7 separate regions of the Mus musculus genome follow, and all the other regions are linked to region 4. The links are chromatin contacts, called in public Hi-C, HiChIP or PLAC-seq and promoter capture Hi-C maps. All regions are on one chromosome and are shown on one strand. Each heading gives the region's core, a stretch centred on a gene start, on an enhancer-like site or on the middle of the called end of the contact. The rest is flanking DNA. Distances are from core to core; before and after follow the strand shown. Region 1 holds the start of Trim47 (tripartite motif-containing 47). Region 2 holds the start of Ten1 (TEN1 telomerase capping complex subunit). Region 3 holds the start of Wbp2 (WW domain binding protein 2). Region 4 holds the start of Srsf2 (serine and arginine-rich splicing factor 2). Region 5 holds the start of 2900041M22Rik (RIKEN cDNA 2900041M22 gene). Region 6 holds the start of Tk1 (thymidine kinase 1). Region 7 holds the start of 6030468B19Rik (RIKEN cDNA 6030468B19 gene).

Region 1 (2,855 bases), core at 322-2,821, 740 kb before region 4:
GGTAGGGTGTGACGTGACGGAACCAGAAAAGAGGACACTAAATAGTCCTGGGGATTAGTCTCAAAAGAGCCTTCACCCCCAATCCAGCTCTGAAAAATGGGGATTCCGGGCAAATCCCTCGGCTCTAATGAGTCACAGCTCCAGGCAGGAGAGGCGGAAAATCCCAAAGCCAGAGGCGCCAAGACCGGGATGGAGGCCAAAGGAAACTGGGGGTGGGAGGTAGCGGGACACTGGGCACATGCTCCCCACGGCCCCAGAGCATTCGGACAGAGGAGATCTGTGTGACCAGCCCAAACTCCGTCGCTCTCCTGGTGCCCGCCACACCCATACAAAGTGGCTGACTCAATTCAGGACGAATCTGAATTGAAGAGGGCATCAGCTACGGGGCCCCGCCCGCACCCAGCGACTCCTGACCCCCACGGCTTCTGAGGGCCTAATGCGGATCCCTCTCTCGCTTTACACTTACACTAATCTAGCTAAAGCGCTCTCTCTCTCTCTCTCTCTCTCTCTCTCTCTCTCTCTCTCTCTCTCTCTCGGCTTTTTGCCACTCTTTCATCTTACTAGTCCCTCCCGACTCTCTTTCCATCCACACCAGCCCCAGCAAATGACAGTGTAGACCGGAAGAGGTTGCAAAGATTCTCAGGCTAGAGGAGGAAACTAAGGCAGAGCCTATTGAGTCAGAGAGATGAAGCCCATGTAAAGGCAGGAGGAGAGAACCAACCCCACAAAGTTGCTTCCTTCATCTCCATGTGCACAGCCATAATGATAAAACAAATATATAACAGACACACCCGGATAAGAGTGAGGGACTAAATAGCTCTAGTGTCCCTCCTGTCACCCATCTCCACGTGTCGACTCAAGGTGCCCCACCTCCTGAAGCGCGCGCTCCTGCTCCAGCGGCACGAGCTCGTGGCCGCGATGGTCCTGAGTGGCACAGGCCTCGCAAAGGCACACACGCTCCACGCGACAGTAGCGCTCCAGAGGCCGCAGGTGGCGCGGACACAGGCTCTCCTCAAGTCGGCGCAGCGGGGGCACCAGGCGGTGGCCGCGCAGGGCGGGGCTGCGTTCGTGGGGGGCCAGATGCGCGGAGCAGAAGGAGGCGAGGCAGGAGAGGCAAGAGAGCGCGGCGGGCAGGGCGGCGCCCTCGGGGCACGCGTCGCAGCGCACCGGCTCCTCACCCGCGGGCCACTGCTCCGGCGCGCAGGGAGCCGATGGTTCCGGAGCCGGAGGTGGTGCGCTGGGCGCGGAGGGCTCGGGCGTGGCGCCCCGGGTCGATCCTGAAGCCGGGGCGGACATGGGTCCCGGGACCGAGCCCTGGCGGAGCTGCAGCAACTCGGACAGCGTGTGGTTCTTGCGGAGCTGCAGGCCGTCGGGGAAAGGCTCCTGACAAAGTGGACAGCGAGCTGGACCTCCGGAACCACCGGTGCCGCCCGCGCTCCGGTGCGGCCAGAGAGCGCCCAGGCAAGCGAGGCAGAAGTTGTGGCCGCAGGGTAGTGTCACCGGCTCCCGGAGCGGTTCCAGGCAGATGGGGCAGCTGAAAGGCCCGCTGCCGTCCATGGCTCCGCCGCTACCCGGGCACCGCCTGTGCTGCTCCCGCCTGGGAGGGACCTGGGACGGTTCGCGCCCGGCACCGCCCCTTGGGACCCTGGCCAAGGGTCCGGCCCCCTCCTACCCCTCCGCAGCTCTGCTCGCCCCAGCGCGGCTCGCCACCGCCGCACCCACCGGTCAGCAGACGCCGCGAGGCCGGCCAGCCCTCCAGGGGAGCACGACCCTCTTGAGACTTCTACCCAGCGTGGGCGGAGGCGGTGGGACTGCCAGAGGATTGTGAAAAGGAGAGGACCCGGAGCGAGAATGTGAGGGGATTCATGGGGAGGAGGCTGAGAGGACATTCGATCCTCCATCCTCTATCCTGGTCAGCCAGGTGCCATGGTGGGCGTGCACAGCCATGTAGCCAGCGCCTTTCCCTCCAGACCCCTCCCAGGTACAGTTAGCCAAGTTCCCTGAGTTGCTGACATACAGAAAAACTTACTGCTGGTATGTGTCTGTTTTGACCTCTTAGCGACTGTGTTTACCCGCGCTGGGGAACTTAGCCTTGTCTAGATCTGAAATGGGAAGCTGACATCACTTGACAAATCCCTTGTCTGAGGAATTTACTTCCGTTCATGGATACTCGCGGGTGCCTGTAGTTCCCCAAAAGGAGACACTGGTTAAGGCCTGCCCAACTATGCATTTAGAACAGTGCGTCTAGTTGCAAGGACTTGTGCTTGAGATTTAGTCTCTGTATGTAGCCCAGAGTGACCTAGAACTCTTCATCCTCCTGCCTCAGCCTCCTGAGTGCTGGGATCACAGGCTTATGGCTTCTTCGTGTTGTTTCTGGGATAGGTCTTTCTTACATAGCCTTGGTTAGCCCAGAGCTTATGTTGGCCTTGATTCCCATGCCTCCACTTCTCCAGTATTGAGATTCCAGGTGCAGGCCACCATGTCGGGTAAACTGACATTGTAATAATGCAATAATGTTAAGCTTTAAACTATGTAGAATCAAATTGTCAAAATTATTTTAGTAGTTATTTTATATGCGCACACTGTTGCTGTCTTCAGACACACCAGAAGAGGGCGCTGGATCCCATTACAGATGGTTGTGAGCTACCATGTGGTCAGTGCTCCTAACCGTTGAGCCATCTCTCCAGGCCCTTATTATTGTTATTATTATTATTATTATAGAGTGGAGCCCACAGTTGGTAAAGTGTAAGGGCCTGAGTTAGATTCTAGCCCCTGGTTAAAGGCTGAGCATGGTGTCCAAAACCAAACGAATAAACAAAGTGGGTGGAATAGTGTTGTTACAACCCTCGATAAAA
Region 2 (2,889 bases), core at 38-2,537, 650 kb before region 4:
CTTTCATAGGGATGTTTGGAACAAAAAGCTTTTTTATTATTTGCCTCTCTGTCTCCCCCATCCCCCCAGCGGGCTTCACTAGTGTTTGCCCGGCCTTCTGGCCCACCCTCTCCCACAGTTTCGCCATGTAACCCTGGCTGACGAACAGGAACTAGCTCTGCAGACCAGGCTGGTCTCAAAATCAGAGATCAGCCTGCCTCTGCCTCTGCCTCCTCCGAAGTGCTGAGATTAAAGGCATGGGTCACCGTGGCCCAGTTCAAAAGAACTTTATAAATTAAAGTTTCATCTTATTGTGTGTGGGGGTACAACAGCCACCTCTAGCAAATGGTCAGAGGACAATCTAAGGGAGGTGACTCTCTTTCTACAAATTGAAATTAGATGATTAGGCCAGGTAGCCACCTCACCATCCCTTAAAGTTTGTTAAAATTAAAAAAAAAAACAATTTTGGGCACAACCGTTCATTATTAGCATTTTTACAACTATGCTATGCTATCCTACTAAAAGATCTAGATGCAAAAGTAATATTATTTTTCACACATAAAATTGAATCATGAAGTATTCAATTTAAGCCTTTAAACGACATGCGCGGTAAGAAGACCTCCCCAGACTGCAGCTGTAGTTTGGGCATACACTAATGTGCTAAGATACACCTACTTTTTAAACCACATGATTTCTTCAGGGTCTGCGATGCCAAATTCCCTCATCTTCTTCACCATGGTGGCACTCTTCTTAACAGCCACCTCGTAACGCTGGCTTCGAGTGAGGAAGTTATAGTCCTCATGTTGGAAGTCTGGATCGTTCAGAATCAAGTTCTCTGAAAGAGGGTTAAATGACATCAAGAGAAACAGGTACTCACCCTCCCTGACTCCCATCAGATTAGAACAGAGGACGTTCCCCTCCTAATCCTGACACCGGACGCCCATCGAAGTAGGGGTCCCCGCTTCCCCTCAACTCCAGAGGCCCCAAATCCTCATTCACGGGGGTCTTTCGCCTGGTTCGGTATAAGAGGCCCGGCCCTCCAGGCTCACCGATTTCTCGACGGCGCCGGGTGTTCTCCGGACTACCATCCAAGATGTGCGTGATTAACTCTGGATTGAAGGTGGCGGCGGCCCGCTCCTTGCGCAGATCGGGATTCATGACGGAGACCAGTGCTGGGGGCAGAGGAGGTGGCGACAGAAGTGACAGGCACCAAAGCGATGACAACCTGTCTCCGCAGCTCAGGCGCCGACCAGGCCCTATGAGCGGAGCGAGACAGCCCTCGGCCCCGCCCCCTCGAGCCGTCCCCGCCCCGTCCCCGCCGCCACTCCTCACGTGACCGGCTGCAATCCCCGACGCTGGTACCGCCCGCCGGACGGACGAATCCCCTGCTGCGGGCCAGGGGAGGTCCCCGAGCGGCTCCTCGCCAAGGAAAGCAAGGTAAAAGGTCAAGGGACCGCAGTGGCACTGGAAAGGGAGTGGGGCTCTTCCCGGACCTCACGTCTCCAGGTTCACGTGATCTTTCCGGGAGGAAAAGAGCCCTGGAGACGCGCGCAACCGATTGGCCAGGGCCTTGAGGGGCGGGATTGCGCCTGCGCTGTGGGACTCACCTCCTTTCAGGCTAGGGCGGTGGGTGTGTGTGTGTGTGGGGGGGGGGTCCTCTCACCACAGTGTCCCCGGAAACCAGAAGGGAATGGGTGTCAAGGGTCTCGGGCGGGGTGAGGAGGCTAATAGAGGAAAGCTGTTGATTTTACTGGAACCCAAACAAATTGGAGCGAAAGGGTAACAGGACAAAGGTTACGTTCGGGAGACGGTTCATTGTCGTTGGCTAAAAATATTGCCGACTTGACTGACGTTAGAGACTTGGGATGCAAGGACCTGGTCCTGCGGAGCTTCCGGGTTTATGCACTGGGCCTGGATTTAAAGCGAGAGGGAACAGGTCCAGTTTCTCTACATTTTATAGCCCAAGTCTTTTCCCACCTAAACCGGCAGGGCAGGTCCTAGAAATTTTGAAATCTAGACTTTACTTTGCCATATCATTATCGTCATCGAAGATGTACCTACGCCTAAGAAGTTCTAGCGTAGGATTTATAACAAAGAGTTCCTGAGCCTCAAAGACAGCCAGTTTTCACCAGTTTGTTTTTTAATTCTTCCTTAAAAATTGCTAAGTAGTAGGCTGGAGATGTCGAGCATGCACTAAAGCCAAAATATAATCTCAAAGCACAGCATAAACTGGGCACCGTGGCACACACAGGCTTGCAACTTCAAGTGGAGGTCTGAGGATCACGAAGTCCAAGATCATTATCAGCTATATAGAATCGGACTGAAGGCAGCCTGGGCTGTGTAATGCCTTGTTTCAAAAAGCCTTTAAGTGCTAAGTAAAATGCACTCTTTCTTCATTTGATTTCATGCCACCAAAAAGAACTACGCCGGTAGTGGCGCACGCCTTTAATCCCAGCACTGGGGAGGCAGAGGCAGGTGGATTTCTGAGTTCGAGGCCAGCCTGGTCTACAAAGTGAGTTCCAGGACAGCCAGGGCTACACAGAGAAACCCTGTCTCGAAAAAAAAAAAAAAAAAAAAAAAAGAACTACATTTCTTCATTACCTCTCTAACTTGCCCTTGTAACAACATATGTAAGACCCTTTTACAGTAACGGTGCTGAGAATGGGTTAAACGAATGAAGGCTTTAGCCTGAATGCAAAGTTAATGGAGCCCCCAAAATTCAATATTTTAATGCACTTTCTTTTCTTTTTTCTTTTCTTTTCTTTTTTGTTTGTTTGTTTGTTTGTTTGTTTTGTTTGTTTTTCGAGACAGGGTTTCTCTGTATAGCCCTGGCTGTCCTGGAACTCACTTTGTAGACCAGGCTGGCCTCGAACTCAGAAATCTGCCTGCCTCTGCCTCCCGAGTGCTGGG
Region 3 (2,809 bases), core at 114-2,613, 770 kb before region 4:
GGGGACAGTCATTAGATGGCATCAGAGTACTTGGCTCAGCCAAAGAACTGGACAAAGTATACCAGAAAACAATGTAAGGTTTCTCAGATTACAAGATAAAAAGGTTTGAGTTCGTATGGTTCCATTCAGCTGTCTCCTCCTGTCCCAAATATCCTTTCTTGGTGCAATAAAAGAGGGGCAGCTCAGGTTAAAGAAGTGGTCACCAGGCACATGTGCTGGCCAGCCCCTTCCCAAGACCTACGCACACGAGGTCAGCAGAACCTGGCCTTGTCACTGCCACCTTCTCCTCTGAGTCAGCTTCCCAGGTGACAAGTCCCAAGATGGGTGCCTGTCTACACTGGGTGTGGGCTCTGACCTCCATCATGTCTCTCTTGGCTCTCAAGTTAATCCAAGCCCGGATAGTGCAAGTCAGGAGAGTCAGAATTCCAAGGAACAAGAAACAAGAGGAACAGAGAAGCCCAGCAGTTCAAGGAGGGGAGAGAAAAAAAGAATCTTAAAGTTGGGAGACCTTTGTTCGGGGAACTGACACAAGCCATTAAGAATTCAAGAGAACCAGGCAAGAGACAAGCCTTTATAAGGGTCACCGGGTTAAGTAGTTGACAGACATTTAGTTCCACCACCTCTAGGGCCTCAGCCTTTCTTTTGGAACTTGAGAAGTTCTGGAATATACGAGAAAACTGTACAGGAGTAGTTAAGCCTATTGACTTTGGGGCCAAGTTACCTTCCTTCAATTCCCCTTCTGTTACTCACAGCACAATGGTCTAAGTTATTTTAACCTCATTAGGCGTCACTTGCCCTACCTGTAAAATGTGTCTAATAGTTTCTGCGGCACAGGATTATGTATTACCTAAGGTAGAGCTGACGCAGCATAGTAAAGACGTAGTGAACGCCTAATAAATAGCAACTATGTTTTAAGACTTCGTTTGGGAAGGGGTTCAAGAAATCACCCGTGGGCCTCACTCGGCTTCCCAAACAAACCCTGACACCATTCTCTGGCCCCACCCCCACCCATCACCCCAGCTGATCAGCACTCCGGCCCTCCCCAACGACCCACCCACTCCCTCCAGCCCCGCCTCCGGCCGTTACCACCCCTTTCTCCCTCTTTCCTCCCCCCCCACGCCCCCCCCCCCACAGCGCTCCATCAATTTCCTTCTCCACCATATCCCACCGCCCACCACACACAGTGGCCGACACCCGCCCTTCAAGTCTCCAGGATCCTTCCGCCGTGTTTTCACCTCTCAGTGTTGTTGACGATCACTCCGCCGCCCTCTGAGTGATTCTTGTTGAGCGCCATAGTCTCTCCCACTGGGGTCCCGAGACTCGCAACGCTCTGCGCTTGCGCTGGTCTTTGGCCCGCCTCTAGTGGCGTCGTTCGTATTACAGTCAGCCAATCATAGTTCCTGCGCGCAGGCTGACCAACCACCTGATCTGGACTGTCACGTGGGGAGAGTTTACTCCCGCTCTCCCTCCCCCAAGTTGCACCTGCATCACAAACAAGCAGCCAACTACAATTCCCAGCAGGCAGTGGTCCGGCAACCGCGGCCTCGCCCTGCGTTTAGTGACGAGTGCATTCTGGAATTTGTAGTCTTTTTTTATATTATAGGCCAGGCTAGAGATTATATTTACAAGACTACTTAAACATTTGTACGCCTCTCTCATCCTAGCTTCCTCATGTTAAGCAAACTCAATCGAAGAAATGTAACTTAAATTTGATGATCTGGTGTATGGTACATTTAAACATTACGTAACCAGCCGTCTTCATTTCCGCAACTGTCATGAGTAGTTCGCGCTTACATTTGGGTATTCATTGCAAACTTACAGAGCAGTGCGAGATGCAGTCCCTTCTACAGTGGACTGGCAAAGCCCGAAAAAAATAAAATACGCCACTTTAATCGACCCAGATCCAGATCCCGGACCCAGAGTCGGACTGTGAACTTCTGGGGACTGAGCGGTCCGCTCCCCACCCTCTTCCCCGCCCAGCACCTGCCGCCTGCCGCCTCGCGATGGCGCTGCTTCCTGCTCTGATCTAGCGGATCCCGCTGCAGAAGTTAAACAGCAGGGTTTAAACAGGACCTAGAATAATTGAGTGGACTGACAAAGCACATGACCAACCGCCAGGTAGGACTTTGAAAATACCACTGACTCGTTTCTGCTAGTGGGTGTCTCCCCACTGCGCTGTAGTGAATCTAAACTCCACCTCTGAGTTGTATCTTTCGCAGGGCTGTCGAGGGTTGGGAGAACTCTTCAGTTTCTGGGTGGCATCTTAGCGTACCTACCCTTAACCTTAAGACACCAGTGTTTGGTTTGAAGCAGACAGCATGGTGCCCTACATCCTGGAACATTGCCACAGATTTGAGGCCAGTTTGGGCTGCATAATGATTTCCAGACCAGCCTCAGCTGCAGAGTAAAACAGTTCTGGGAAATGGCAGGTACATTATTAACTCACAGTGCAAGAGACCCTTCTGTTCGCTTTGGGGTTGTTTGTCTGTTTGTTTGTTTGTTTGTTTGTTTGTTTGTTTTTCTAGGTGCACACTAATAAAAGTCAAATGGCTACAGATTTTTGTTTGTTTGGTTTTTGAGAAAGAGTCCTGAGATTACAGGTGTGTACCACCGAGCCTGGGTTTACAAAGTTATGATGATCAGTTGAGTCCAGTATTCATGCACATCACGAAAAGCACTGTTCTAAGCTGGACTATGTCCCTAGCCAGCCCAGCAGTTTTTAAAGAGCATAGTCCAAGATGGGTATTAGTAATGACGCAATCAGGGATCAGAGGTGAGAGGACGGCTGGGGGTTTGAGCCCTGGCTCCT
Region 4 (2,722 bases), core at 153-2,652:
CCAAATCAGTTAAAATCTGCAATACTGGCCAATATTCTTTGATAAAACAGGAGACCGCAGCTTTAAAGGGGGAAAATGCAGACGTTGGATAAAAACAGCAAGAAATAGTCATTTTCATTAATAGGTCTCAAACAGCATGAAACAGCCATTACTATCTAAGCTTTACACAATCCTCTCTGCAGACCCCTCTTCAGCATCACTCCCAAAGCTGAGTAACTTCAGAGCAGTAGTACTCTTAACACCAGGAGTCTTTATGCTAACAAGGCTCAAAAAACCTACTCCATACCCCACGGGAGTTAGGGCGTGTCTCAGATTCCCGCAGACATTACCATTTTCTTAGGAAGAAACTGCTCCCTCTTCTTCTGGAGACTTGGGTGGGCTCTTGGACCGCGACCTAGACTTGGACTCTCGCTTCGACACGGGCGGAGGGCTTCTCGATCGCGACCTGGACCTTGACCTCGAGCGGGATCTGGAGACGGAGGAGGACTTGGACTTGGATCTTCGGGCAGATCTGGACTTGGAGGTTGATCTGGAGCGCGAGCGAGTGCGGGACCGAGACTTGGAGCGGCTGTAGCGGGAGCGGCTTCGCGACCTGGACCGACTCCGGCTTCGAGATCGGCTGCGCCGGCGTCGCCGAGGGCTGCGAGTGGGACGTGAACGAAGCGACAGGGTGAGCTTGCAGGCCGCCGGTCCCGCCCCGCCCGCCCCGCCGCCATTATCTGGCTGCCAGGCGCCATTTCCCTTGCCGCGAGGCGGGGTCTCGCACGGAGTGGCCCGGCCCTGCTGCCACCCCGGCCGCGAGGGAGGGGCTGGCTCCACGTGCTCCGCGTACCTTTGTGCCCGTCCGCCTCCCGCTCCGCCCCGGGCCCCGCTCACCTGCGGCTCCGCCGCCCGTAGCCGCCGCCGCCGTACCGACGGGGTGGCGGGCCCCGGCGGCTGTGGTGCGAGTCGGGCGGGCGGCCGTAGCGCGCCATCTGCACCCGCAGCTCGCGGCCGTCGAGCACCGCCCCGTCCATGGCGTCCATGGCGTCTTCGGCGTCGCGCTTGTCGTGGAACCGGACGAAGGCGAAGCCCCGGGACTCCTTGGTGTAGCGGTCCCGCGGAATGTACACGTCGCCGACGCGCCCGTATTTCTCGAAGACGCGCCTCAGGGTGTCGGGCGAGGTGCGGTAGGTCAGGTTGTCCACCTTGAGGGAGGTCATGCCCTCCACATCGGGAGGCGGGCGGCCGTAGCTCATGGCTGCGAAGCGGCGCCGAGACCCTAACGCCCCGGACAGGCCCTCGCTCTCCGGAAACGCAGCTCCGTCAGGCGCTCGGTAGCTACAGTCCTCGTGGGTAGGGAGGGAGCCGCAAGGCCGCCGCAGAGCACCCGAACCTGACGGACGCCTGAGCAGCAACTAAGCGAGCGGGCGGGCCCCAGCGCGCATTTATACCCACCCTTACAAAATGGCGCCCGCGCCACCCGGAAATGAATCTCCTGATTGGCCCATTCGGCCGTGTTGCGTAACGTCGCCGCCGCGCGCCCCGCCCCTCCCAGGTGCGCCTGCGCACCGCGCGGCGGGCGGGCGGAAAGCGCGCAGTCACTGCGGTGGGGCGGGGGAGCAGCCAGAGAAGGCAGTTAGAAAGCCCGCCAAATGCTCTACCGTGGGTGCGTCCGCGAGAGCGCGGGGAAGGGGAAGAACGAGGCTCTATGGAGGGAGAAAGAGGAAGCGCGCCCCACCAGAGCCCCGCCCCTTCCCCACGCCAATGCCCGGGCTCCACGCGCCGTTCCGCCCAGCCTTCAGTCCCGCCTGTCAGAGCCGGTTCTTGCGCTCTCTTTTGCCTCTCTGTGTCCCGGGGCCACCTCACGTTCCCCTCTCCCGCCGCTCCTGACTGAGGCTCGCTGCCTTGGTTTCACTTCTCGGGGCCTTTGCTCTCTACGAAGGGACGGGTAGTGTAGACCTAAAGTACGCGCTAGCCACAGCGTGCGGCCGTACCCTCCCCTCCCCCCACGGGGCGCCGGGACTACATTTCCCGGCGGGCGCTGCGACCAGACTCTGGTCAGCTGACCGGTCTCGTGATCTGCTGTGAGTCAGGCCGGGAGGGCGGGCCCCAGCAGCTGCTACTGCTCGTCCTTGCCCCGGATCCCGTTCCCTGCAACTGGAGTTGCGGCGGGTAGACCCCGGGTCTCCTCTGCACTCGGTCGCGTCCCCGGAGGGTCCCGACTGTACCGGTGGGGAGAGATTTCCCTTAAACCCACGATTCCCATCCCAAGATTGGAAATCGGCAGTCTGGCTTCGTGGTTCTCTCATCTGGTTTCTTCCCTCAGGGCTGTCAGGGGGTTCGACTGGAGGAGAAGAGGTGACTGTCCTGGGCCGCTGCTGGCCTCTGAGCAAGCGGAGCCAAAATGTCCCCGGAGTCTAAAAAGCTTTTCAACATCGTTATTTTAGGAGTTGCCTTTATGTTTATGTTCACCGCCTTTCAGACTTGTGGAAATGTGGCGGTGAGTTGGAATCTGTACTCCTTCCTTTGAATGCCCGTCTGAATGCATTCCAGCTGTGACAATAAACGTTTATGTCCGCTACCACGCCAAGATTGCACCTCCTGTTTTTCAGCCTACCCTTTCTCGTTTTCTTAATTTTGTGTATCAGATATTTCGCGTTTACGTGGTGTTAAACACTTTCGTTTAATACTCAGATGCGGCTTGCAATTTGAGTATGGACCATAGTTACTTTAATTTTTG
Region 5 (2,700 bases), core at 60-2,559, 760 kb after region 4:
GCATGTCTGTGAGGGAGGAGTCTTCTAGATTGGCTTAGCTGAGGTAAGAAGACCGTCCCTGGATGTGGGTGGCACCGTTCTATGGGCTGTGGACTTGAGCTGAATAACAAGGAGAACATGAGCTGAGTGCCTAGACTCATCTCTGCTTCCTGCTCACAGATGCTACCTGGCCCCTGCCTCAGACTCCACACCACGCCAGGACTGCACTCTCAAACCATGCACCACAGTAAATCCTTGCTCCATTAGGTTGTCTTGTCATTTCAACAGGAAAAGTAGCCCAAGCTGGTCCTCAGAATGGAGCTCGAGGAGACAACAGACAGCTCCCTCCTCCCTCTTCCCTCCTCCCTCTCAGTGACTGTGGTTTCAGCCCCTAGCCTGTAGTATGTGATCAGGCAACCAATCAGATTAAAACCTACACCTCCTATGCTTTTAGAGCTAATTAACACAGATGTGGAAATGAGAATGACCCACCAGCCACAAAGGAAGACTCCCATGAAGATCGTATAAACTAGAACCCGCTCTGCAGAAGCCTGCAGGATAAGCATTTCCTGCTGCCCTCCTGCCCACAGCTTGCTTCGGGCTTCACTGTGGGTTCACGTGGGCCAGAAGCTGCCAGCACAGCCCCTGTGTGCACAGCCCAAGATGCATGCCTTTGGCCTATGAGGGAGAGAGACAGAGAATGTAAAGATGAATCTTGTTAACTTGACAGAATTGAGAACTGGATACAATCCTCCTGGGCTGGGGTCTTGGACTAAACAAAAAGGAGGAACAGAGCCTGGCACCAGTATCCATCTCTCTCTCTGCTTCCTGACTGAGGATGTCATGTGACCAGCATCCATCTCTCTGCTTCCTGACTGAGGATGTCATGTGACCAGCATCTCTCTCTCTCTCTCTCTTTCTCTCTCTCTCTCTCTCTCTCTCTCCTCTCTCTCTCTGTCTCTGTCTCTCTCTGCTTCCTGACAGAGGATGCCATGTGACCAGCTGTCTCCCACTCTGGCTTTCACACCATCCCCACAATGACCTTGAACTGTGAACCAAACAACCCTTTCCTTCCTTAGACTCCTTTTGTTGCTGGATCTTATCAGGAACAGGAAAATTATTTAATACAGAAAAATTCACTTCTCAGGCTCGGCCAGTCTGGGCTATGCAAGTCTAATAAAGAGGCACAAAGATTCCAAACTCCCCAGGCTCTAGGAGGACGCCCCACCAGGGATCTCCTGGAAGCTCCGCCCACTCTACACGCTGCAGGAACACCTCGGACCTCAGAAAGGACGGGCTTGCAGGAGTCTGCCCCGCCCATCACACACCCATTAGAAGTAGAGCTATGAGGCTAGTTGAGCTGGCCCGCTGATTGGTTATATGGTCTTGTGCTTCCTTTTAACTTCTCTGGGCTTCCACTTCTCCCTCGGCAAAACACACAAGACCACGCCTTGCAGCTGCACCGCGCAGATGCCTTCCGAGCTGTCCTAAAAGCTGGGATCTCTCCGGCAGTGCAGGGTGAGTATTTGGTTAGGAGGCTGCTTTCTTTATCCCTTTTATGAGAAAAAGGACAGACCAGCACCAGTTCCACCTTCCAAGTCGGAAGCTTGGGCATGTGCTAGTCAGACCATTTACCCGTTATCACCCAGCAAAGATGTGATAGCTCTGGAGTCTTCTCCAGGAACCTGCTTCAGATCCCGTATCTCAGACACTGTTTCCTAGTGCCAGCCTTGCTAGTCAGCAGAGAGAGAGAGAGAGAGAGAGAGAGAGAGAGAGAGAGAGAGAGAGAGACCTGACCAGGGTGGCTGCTGTCTTGATATCATAGCTCATCATTTTGTGTTCAACTTCACAGGACTGCAGACTAGCTCCCAGATACTTTGTAACAAATGACACCAAGACAGTGAGCTTAAAACAAAACAGTGAGGTTCAGGGGTCCAAGCCTCTGGCCAGGTCCTCCACTTGTGCTCTCATGAAGCTGCCATCCTAGTCTGAACTGCTAATCGTCTGAAAGAAAGATCCATCTTCAACTCAGCCAGTTGGTGTCTGTCAGTTCCTTGTGGGCTGTCAGGCTCGCACTATGTGGGCTGTTGGACCTGTTTCTTTGCTGACGATCAGATGGAGACCACACTCTACTTCTGGCTAAATAGCCCCCTCTATCAGCAACTCAGAGCTTATCCAGCTGCTTTGCCAAAGCCAGCATGGGGTGGAGGGCGGGGGGTGGGTATCATGGTCATTTGGTCAGGCACAGTCCCACCTTCAGACACAAAGGTGGCAGGAGTCATGGAGAACAATCTGGTGGCCACCATGTGACACGATAGTCACACAAGCATGTCCTCAATTTCCAGATTCAGGAAGAATGTCAAGAACAGGTGAAGGACCCACCCAGGCTCAGTTCAGTGGGAAAACGTTCTCAACAGCTTTGATGTCCCTGAGCTACATGCAGGTGGCGTTGGTACCTGGCTGGCTGCGGCAGATCCAGAGCAGAAACCACATCGGTGGGAGCCAGGAGACTGAAGAGCTTCCCTTCCTACTGCAGTCCTGTTACCTGGGGTTGGCCGGTCTGCATAGTGTGGAGTCAGCACCAGCTGAGGATGTACACATCGGTTGACATTGGCCAGTGCTGCTGCTTCTGCCTCTACCCAAGTGGTCATTGTTGGGAGGGAGGTCGTTGGGCTCCAGAGGGCAGGTCGAATGTTGAAACTACCTGAAGTTCAGACCAGC
Region 6 (2,700 bases), core at 12-2,511, 970 kb after region 4:
AGCGCCGGACTCTTCTCATCAGCTCTGTGCTGCAAGAATTAACCAGAGCACATGAGGCCCGAGCAAAAGGCGGGCTGCCACTACCACCTAGCGTCGGGCAGCCGGAACTGCAGCCGTTCACCCCATGCTGTTCTGAACAAAATTCAATTTTCATGAATGAACTTCAAAGTCTTTGACAGAATCACCAGAGAGCTTGCTTCTGGATCCCAGATCATGAGTTTGGCCCTCACCCTCGGGGCAAGGGACAAATTGAGGTGACACCAGACCATTCAGAAATAATGAGGTGCCTGGTATGGTGATGCACCCCAGCAGAGGCAAGCGGATCTCTGAGTTGGGCCACAAATAAAGACGCTGAGTTAAAAAAAAAAAAACAAAAACTAACCCCAAGATAAAGCAAAGAAAACCCAAGTAGTGTGTGTTTGTTATTCTGGGTGGGACTCCCAGAGTTTAGACCCTCACCTCAGAGTTAATTGGGCTCCAAGGCTTTAGGAGAGCTCGCATGGGGAATGAATGAGGAAACTGTCAGAGAAGGTGCCTAACTCCCAGGGGACACATGAGAGTTCGGTGGGCTCCTGGGTAATGTGGGCTGGGGTCTTCAATTGTACCCCCATGTGGTCCGCCTCAGCAAAGATAGGGTTCCCCAAGAGAAAAGGCTTGGGCAGGAGGATGGCAGCAATCCAGGAAATCGAATTTTGGGCGGGAATGTACACACAGAGGTCGAGCGCGTTTGCCGCCTAGTCAGAGGCTCCTGGGAAGATGGGGGAGGGGGGAGAGGAGAGCCAGGGCCTGCAGAGAGAGAGGCTGCAGAGAGAGAGGGAGGCCCACCGCCCCGAAGGCCCATTCATTACCTTTTCCCTGAGAACATGGGCCCGAGAATCACCTAGAAGAGAAGTCATTTAAGGGGTCTCCCCCTTGTACACCCCGCACCAGCCACCACCCGACCCCACTCCAGACCCCGCACCTGAATCTGCCCCCGAGTCTTGCTGGGGGAGCTGGGCAGCACGGTGGGCAGATTGATGTAGCTCATGGCTGCTGTGCAAACCTTAGTTAGCACCGAGAGTCCGTGGGTGGAAAAATTTCGACTTACTGCTCGCATTTGCCCGCGAACTCAAAAGGGGGCGGGACGAAGACAAGACTCGTCCCACCTCTCAGCTACGTGAAAAGCCTGGAGCTCGACCATCCCCTCCGGATCTGGCCATGGCGTTTCCTTCCCTTTCTGCGGGCCAGAATCCCTGGAGGAACTTGTCTTCGGAGGTAGGTGTGGTGCAGCCGCCCAGAGCCGGGACTGGAATTTTAGGATGCCCACAAGCCAAATTTCCAAGCGTTGAGCGCCAGATTTCTTCATTTTTCTCGTCATAGAGCAGGTTTAGCTTGTTAGCCTGGTTTTAAAGACAGCGAAAACTCAAGTTCCAGCAGGAACTAAGGGGCTTAGGGTTTGGACCTTACTCTGAGGTTGTGCAGTGTGATTCTGTGTTTCTGTAACTACAGTCTGGAAGGTGCCAAGGCTGGGGGTCCTTGCTGTGAGTCGCAAAGTAAGGCAGGCACCTTCAGGGACAGACTGTATTGAGCGGCTTCAGAATTCCCATGCTAAAACTCCTATGGCTCACACCGAGCATGCCCAGAAACCTTCTCACTCAGGAATTTGTTTGGTTACTCTGTCTGCCATTGGTTGCGGCAAGGGTTACCAAAGGCATACACAAAGCAGGACAACACATTTTGGCGCTTGCTGTAGTTAATTACCATTCCACTAGGATTTCTTGACTGGTTAGCTTGTATTAAACAGGCTTCTTTGTTTTGGTCACAGACAGACATCACTTAGAATCTGTTGAAAGTTAGGAACATGTGTCCTCGGGGGTGGCTCAAGCATTCAATTCCAGGCAGAGGCAGGCAGGTGACTTAAGTTCAAGGCCAGCCGGGTCTACAGAGTGAGTTCCAGGTCAGCCAGGACTACACAAAAAATAAACTTTAAAATACAATCAATCATAAATCCTAATAGTAAAAATGAAGGCAGAGGGCTAGAGAAATGGCTCGGCTGTTGAGCATCCACAGCTCCTCCGGAGGCGCAGAGTTGAGGATTTCCAACACCCACATCAAGACAGCTCACAGCGTCCAGCTCCAGAAGGGACTGCAGGCACACACATTTAAAGAGGAAATAAAAAGACTTTTGGCACATGTCAGTAATCTCAGCACTTGATCCTCGAGGCAGCTACACAGTTACAAGAGATGAGAAAACAAAAAGACGACAAAAAAAAAAAAGATGATGCCTAGCCAGGCCCCTAGCATCCAGCAGGTACCAACCGGAACGAGAAGGGTCTATAGCATGTAAGACGAACATTCAACAGGAAGAGGCAGAGGCAGCTGTGTTTGAGCAAGGGGCTTACATTGTTTCTCTTACACACCTCCCTTCCAACCCTGTGGGCGTCTAGCACCCCCATTATATCAACGAGAAGAGCAAGGCTAGAGACAGCTGGAGAGAGCCAAAGGTGCCCAGCCCCAGGCCTCAGTGTGAAGACGCACTCACTGTCTTCAGGATTCCTGTGTTGGCTTAGGAACCTGTGTCCTCCTGGCTTTCTGTGTTAAGTGTGGGCATCTTACATTTTCCCCTCGTGGTGGTAGAGATTGAACCCAGCACAACAGGCAAATGCTCTGCCACTGAACTGTCCCCACTTTTCACTTTATAACCCAAACACTGTTTATTTG
Region 7 (2,876 bases), core at 14-2,513, 940 kb after region 4:
ACCTGCTTCTTCGGTTCTCTGCCCCTCGGTCCCTGTGGGTCTGGCCCTGGTGTAGCCTTAGGCTCGGAAAGAACGGCTCTGCTCAGACCACCCCAGTATTGGTCGCATGGTCCACTTCCCTTTGTCCAGGTAAGGCTGGATCTAGGTCCTTAAGGGACAACCTTGCCTTTCTCTGAACTCCTTTAAAGACAAGAGTAAGGCACTGCAATGGCTGAGTGGGAGAGGAGGGACTTTCAGATTCCTGCAGGCAGGTTAGCAGACACAGGTGGAGGGAAAGGGGATTCACCAAGCTTGGGAGGGAGAGAGAGCCACCAGCCATGTGAGATCTTGGGTGGAGTGGCCATTGGCCTCTTCCCTGACTGGGTTTGGGGAAATTAGAAATGTAACTAAACTGAGGGCAGATTTAGGGTGCTGAGCAAGGGGAAGGTAACTGGGCAACTGAGTTGAGGGCAGAATTAGAGGTGTTGATCTGAGTGAAGATAAGGACATGTTAGCCTCAGGAGGCTTAAAAGTATCCAACCATTGAGCTAAAAAGCATATTAAAAATAAACTACTGTGTATCTGTCAAAAAAAAAAAAAGAGTAAGGCACTGGGCTACACACTCTCAGGTGACAGAGTCTCATCCCACCTGAGGTCTAACTTGGAGACAGAATGCACCAGCTATAGCAGAAGGCGGAAGCACCCTGAAAGCCAGAGAGAGAGAGACTGTGGGAGGGTCTGAGCAGAATATCGATAGCTAGACAGGATCTAGCTGGGGACACCTGGGTCACAGCTGCATGCTTGTGGCAAGTGCCTTGGCTAAAAAGACGTTACTGATGGTGAGGACTCGGTGTGAGAGGATCCAGATGGATAACTGTGACCTCCACCCCTACAGGGCAGGGTGGGAGAGGAGGAGTTTGAGATGTGCGAGGAGGAGGGATCCACAGGGAGCAGCTGCATTGTTCACAGGGCCCAGGTCCTCCCAGGGGGCAAAATTCACCTGGTATGTGGTGTTCAGATGGATCTCAATATGATGTGAACCTCCCCTCCCTGCCTCTTAACAGGAATCTACTGATTCTCCAGGTTTCCTGGATAAGGAGAGCCCTTGTGTTAACATTAGCCCCACGCCAGTGCCCCAGGATAATCACACATCCCAAACTCAGTAGACACACGCGCTTATCCCCTCCTCCCCTGCAGGTAACAGGGGGAGAACACAGATATCCCTGGAACCAGCCCTGTAAGGTATTGGGGCCCCTGGAGAGCCACAACCTTCAAGTTATCTCCTAGCTGCAGGCAGCCACCCGAGGAGCATCCAGGGGCCTTGGGGTGGAGAGGCCAGACAGGAAGCTTTGGACAGCCTGAGCCATACACAGCCCCAACCTCACAGACGCATGGCGCTCCTTCAGCTGCTCCTCTTTGCCATGCTGGGTGAGTCTCCTGCAGACATCACGGGAAGGGCCTTGAGAGAGTAGGCTCAGGGAATGGAGTGTGAAGAGAGTCCAAGAGAGAAAGAGACCCAAAGGCGGAAGCACCCTGGAAGCCAGAGAGAGAGAGAGAGAGAGACACGGTGAGAGGGTCTGAGCAGGAGATTGACAGCAGACAGATGTGCTATGCTATGCAGATGTGACCTTGTTTAGGGTATCATCTGTCATTTGGATTCCACTGGTGTATGTAGTATGTGTGGTGTGTATGTGAGTATGGTGTAGTGTGTTCTGTATGTGTATGTATGTGTGTATGGTGTGATGTGTGTGTGGTATAGTGTGTTTGGGAGGGTGCCCATGCGCACGTGTGCATGTCCAGCACTCAGGAAGTAGAGACAGGAAGATCAGGATTCCAAGGTCACCCTCAGGTACGTATTGAGTTCAAAGCCAGCCTGGAGTATAGGGGAGACCCTGTGTTAAGTAAGATAAGATAAAAACTCCAGATCAGAGATGCTAACTGGTCCCAGGGGCCTCACTGTCAGATATCAGCCTGGGCAGGAAGCTGTCTGGACAGTCTCCCTCCTCTGCAGGGCTTCCTCTTACCCCTCCCCTCTCCTCTTTTACAGCTGCCTGTGGCTTCTCAGAGGAGCAGACAGAAGGTGAGTAGCCCCCACACTGGGGGGAGAAGGATCTAGCTGGGGACACCTGGGTCACAGCTGGGTGCTTGTGGCAAGTGCCTTGGCTAAAAAGACTGATGGTGAGGACTTGGTGTGAGAGGATCCAGATGGATAACTGTGACCTCCACCCCACAGGGCAGGGTGGGAGAGGAGGAGTTTGAGGTGTGTAAAGAGGAGGGATCCACAGGGAGCAGCTGCATTGTTCACAGGGCCCAGGTCCTCCCAGGGGGCAAAATTCACCTGTTCCATCAAGTCCCACAGCTCTGCCTAATAGGTGGGATGCAGAGAAGGCTGGGGAACTCTAGTGTGCACTTCTGGGACAGGAGGGGCTTGCTGAGGGAGCTGGAGACCTCAGGGAATCTAGAGATTAAGCCACTTTGCTCTGACAGCAGTTGAGAGTGAGTGTCCTCTGTCTGTCTGTCTGTCTGTCTGTCTGTCTGATCTATTTATCTATCTATACATATATACCTATGTATGTATAACTATATCATGCACACATACACATATATATGCACAGATAAACAGATAGATCCCTCCTGTGTTCCCTCTCTCTTTTCGGCTTCCTGTCCCTCCTTTCTTCTCCTTTCTCCTTCCCTCCCCCTTCCCCTCTCTCTTTTTCTCCCCAGTAGTCCCGGTACAGAGCCAGGAAGGAGAGGTTTCAGGGACAGGTCGCAGCCCTGGACCGCTCCATTCATGCCCTGCTCCATTTTCCTCTTTGCCTCTCACCTCCTTCCCCTAGATGGACCCCTTTCATGGTCCTCGCCACTTCTCCACCTCCTGCACCCTTCAAGGTGGAGGC

The links. Promoter capture Hi-C pulls out the DNA fragments that hold promoters and counts their contacts. Hi-C and Micro-C count contacts between places; a contact is called where the count stands out from the background. HiChIP or PLAC-seq counts read pairs in DNA pulled down with a chosen protein or histone mark. Capture Hi-C pulls out chosen DNA fragments and counts their contacts.
Region 1: a contact with region 4 is called in an H3K27ac HiChIP or PLAC-seq map of microglia, with 5 times the contacts expected there. The contact joins the promoter of Trim47 here to the promoter of Srsf2 in region 4. A contact is called at or near these places in 1 of 39 promoter capture datasets (liver) and 3 of 115 datasets of contacts at active chromatin or transcription factors (bone marrow-derived macrophages, microglia and pancreatic cancer cells).
Region 2: a promoter capture Hi-C map of liver shows a contact between it and region 4, with 2.3 times the contacts expected there. The contact joins the promoter of Ten1 here to the promoter of Srsf2 in region 4. A contact is called at or near these places in 4 of 39 promoter capture datasets (hippocampal neurons, liver, neutrophils and 1 more), 1 of 484 Hi-C or Micro-C datasets (muscle stem cells), 2 of 115 datasets of contacts at active chromatin or transcription factors (embryonic stem cells and pancreatic cancer cells) and 1 of 9 other capture datasets (adipose tissue).
Region 3: a contact with region 4 is called in a Hi-C map of regulatory T cells, with 3 times the contacts expected there. The contact joins the promoter of Wbp2 here to the promoter of Srsf2 in region 4. A contact is called at or near these places in 2 of 39 promoter capture datasets (liver and stem cell-derived epiblast-like cells), 4 of 484 Hi-C or Micro-C datasets (embryonic stem cells, liver and regulatory T cells), 4 of 115 datasets of contacts at active chromatin or transcription factors (bone marrow-derived macrophages, cardiomyocytes, embryonic midbrain and 1 more) and 1 of 9 other capture datasets (adipose tissue).
Region 5: a contact with region 4 is called in a promoter capture Hi-C map of liver, with 2.1 times the contacts expected there. The contact joins the promoter of 2900041M22Rik here to the promoter of Srsf2 in region 4. A contact is called at or near these places in 2 of 115 datasets of contacts at active chromatin or transcription factors (bone marrow-derived macrophages and pancreatic cancer cells) and 1 of 9 other capture datasets (liver).
Region 6: a promoter capture Hi-C map of pancreatic islet shows a contact between it and region 4. The contact joins the promoter of Tk1 here to the promoter of Srsf2 in region 4. A contact is called at or near these places in 2 of 39 promoter capture datasets (embryonic stem cells and erythroid cells), 2 of 484 Hi-C or Micro-C datasets (B cells and liver), 5 of 115 datasets of contacts at active chromatin or transcription factors (astrocytes, bone marrow-derived macrophages, embryonic forebrain and 2 more) and 2 of 9 other capture datasets (liver and pancreatic islet).
Region 7: an H3K4me3 HiChIP or PLAC-seq map of bone marrow-derived macrophages shows a contact between it and region 4, with 5 times the contacts expected there. The contact joins the promoter of 6030468B19Rik here to the promoter of Srsf2 in region 4. A contact is called at or near these places in 3 of 39 promoter capture datasets (cranial neural crest, fetal liver and second pharyngeal arch cranial neural crest), 2 of 484 Hi-C or Micro-C datasets (B cells and CD4 T cells), 5 of 115 datasets of contacts at active chromatin or transcription factors (bone marrow-derived macrophages, effector CD8 T cells, extraembryonic endoderm stem cells and 2 more) and 2 of 9 other capture datasets (adipose tissue and liver).

The regions. Positions count from the first base shown.
Region 1 is chr11:116,108,664-116,111,518 of GRCm38.p6, forward strand. Trim47 (tripartite motif-containing 47) reads right to left here and starts at 1,572. Exons shown (of 6, transcript NM_172570.5): 1 at 871-1,572. The coding sequence starts at 1,557.
Region 2 is chr11:116,197,568-116,200,456 of GRCm38.p6, forward strand. It overlaps Ten1 (TEN1 telomerase capping complex subunit), which reads left to right and starts at 1,288. Exons shown (of 4, transcript NM_027107.1): 1 at 1,288-1,416. It overlaps Acox1 (acyl-Coenzyme A oxidase 1, palmitoyl), which reads right to left and starts at 1,478. Exons shown (of 14, transcript NM_015729.3): 1 at 1,029-1,478; 2 at 655-814. The coding sequence starts at 1,137.
Region 3 is chr11:116,085,632-116,088,440 of GRCm38.p6, forward strand. It overlaps Wbp2 (WW domain binding protein 2), which reads right to left and starts at 1,364. Exons shown (of 8, transcript NM_016852.3): 1 at 1,236-1,364. The coding sequence starts at 1,294.
Region 4 is chr11:116,851,692-116,854,413 of GRCm38.p6, forward strand. It overlaps Srsf2 (serine and arginine-rich splicing factor 2), which reads right to left and starts at 1,403. Exons shown (of 3, transcript NM_011358.2): 1 at 877-1,403; 2 at 330-640. The coding sequence starts at 1,238. The coding sequence ends at 337. Mfsd11 (major facilitator superfamily domain containing 11) reads left to right here and starts at 2,309. Exons shown (of 13, transcript NM_178620.4): 1 at 2,309-2,482. The coding sequence starts at 2,387.
Region 5 is chr11:117,609,938-117,612,637 of GRCm38.p6, forward strand. It overlaps 2900041M22Rik (RIKEN cDNA 2900041M22 gene), which reads left to right and starts at 1,310. Exons shown (of 2, transcript NR_015489.2): 1 at 1,310-1,497; 2 at 2,325-2,700. Gm35170 (a long non-coding RNA gene) reads right to left here. Exons shown (of 4, transcript XR_003949818.1): 4 at 1,886-2,700.
Region 6 is chr11:117,824,753-117,827,452 of GRCm38.p6, forward strand. It overlaps Tk1 (thymidine kinase 1), which reads right to left and starts at 1,262. Exons shown (of 7, transcript NM_009387.2): 1 at 962-1,262; 2 at 849-880; 3 at 1-29. The coding sequence starts at 1,027. Afmid (arylformamidase) reads left to right here and starts at 1,167. Exons shown (of 11, transcript NM_027827.3): 1 at 1,167-1,254. The coding sequence starts at 1,198.
Region 7 is chr11:117,796,397-117,799,272 of GRCm38.p6, forward strand. It overlaps 6030468B19Rik (RIKEN cDNA 6030468B19 gene), which reads left to right and starts at 1,264. Exons shown (of 6, transcript NM_029964.1): 1 at 1,264-1,407; 2 at 2,027-2,059. The coding sequence starts at 1,371.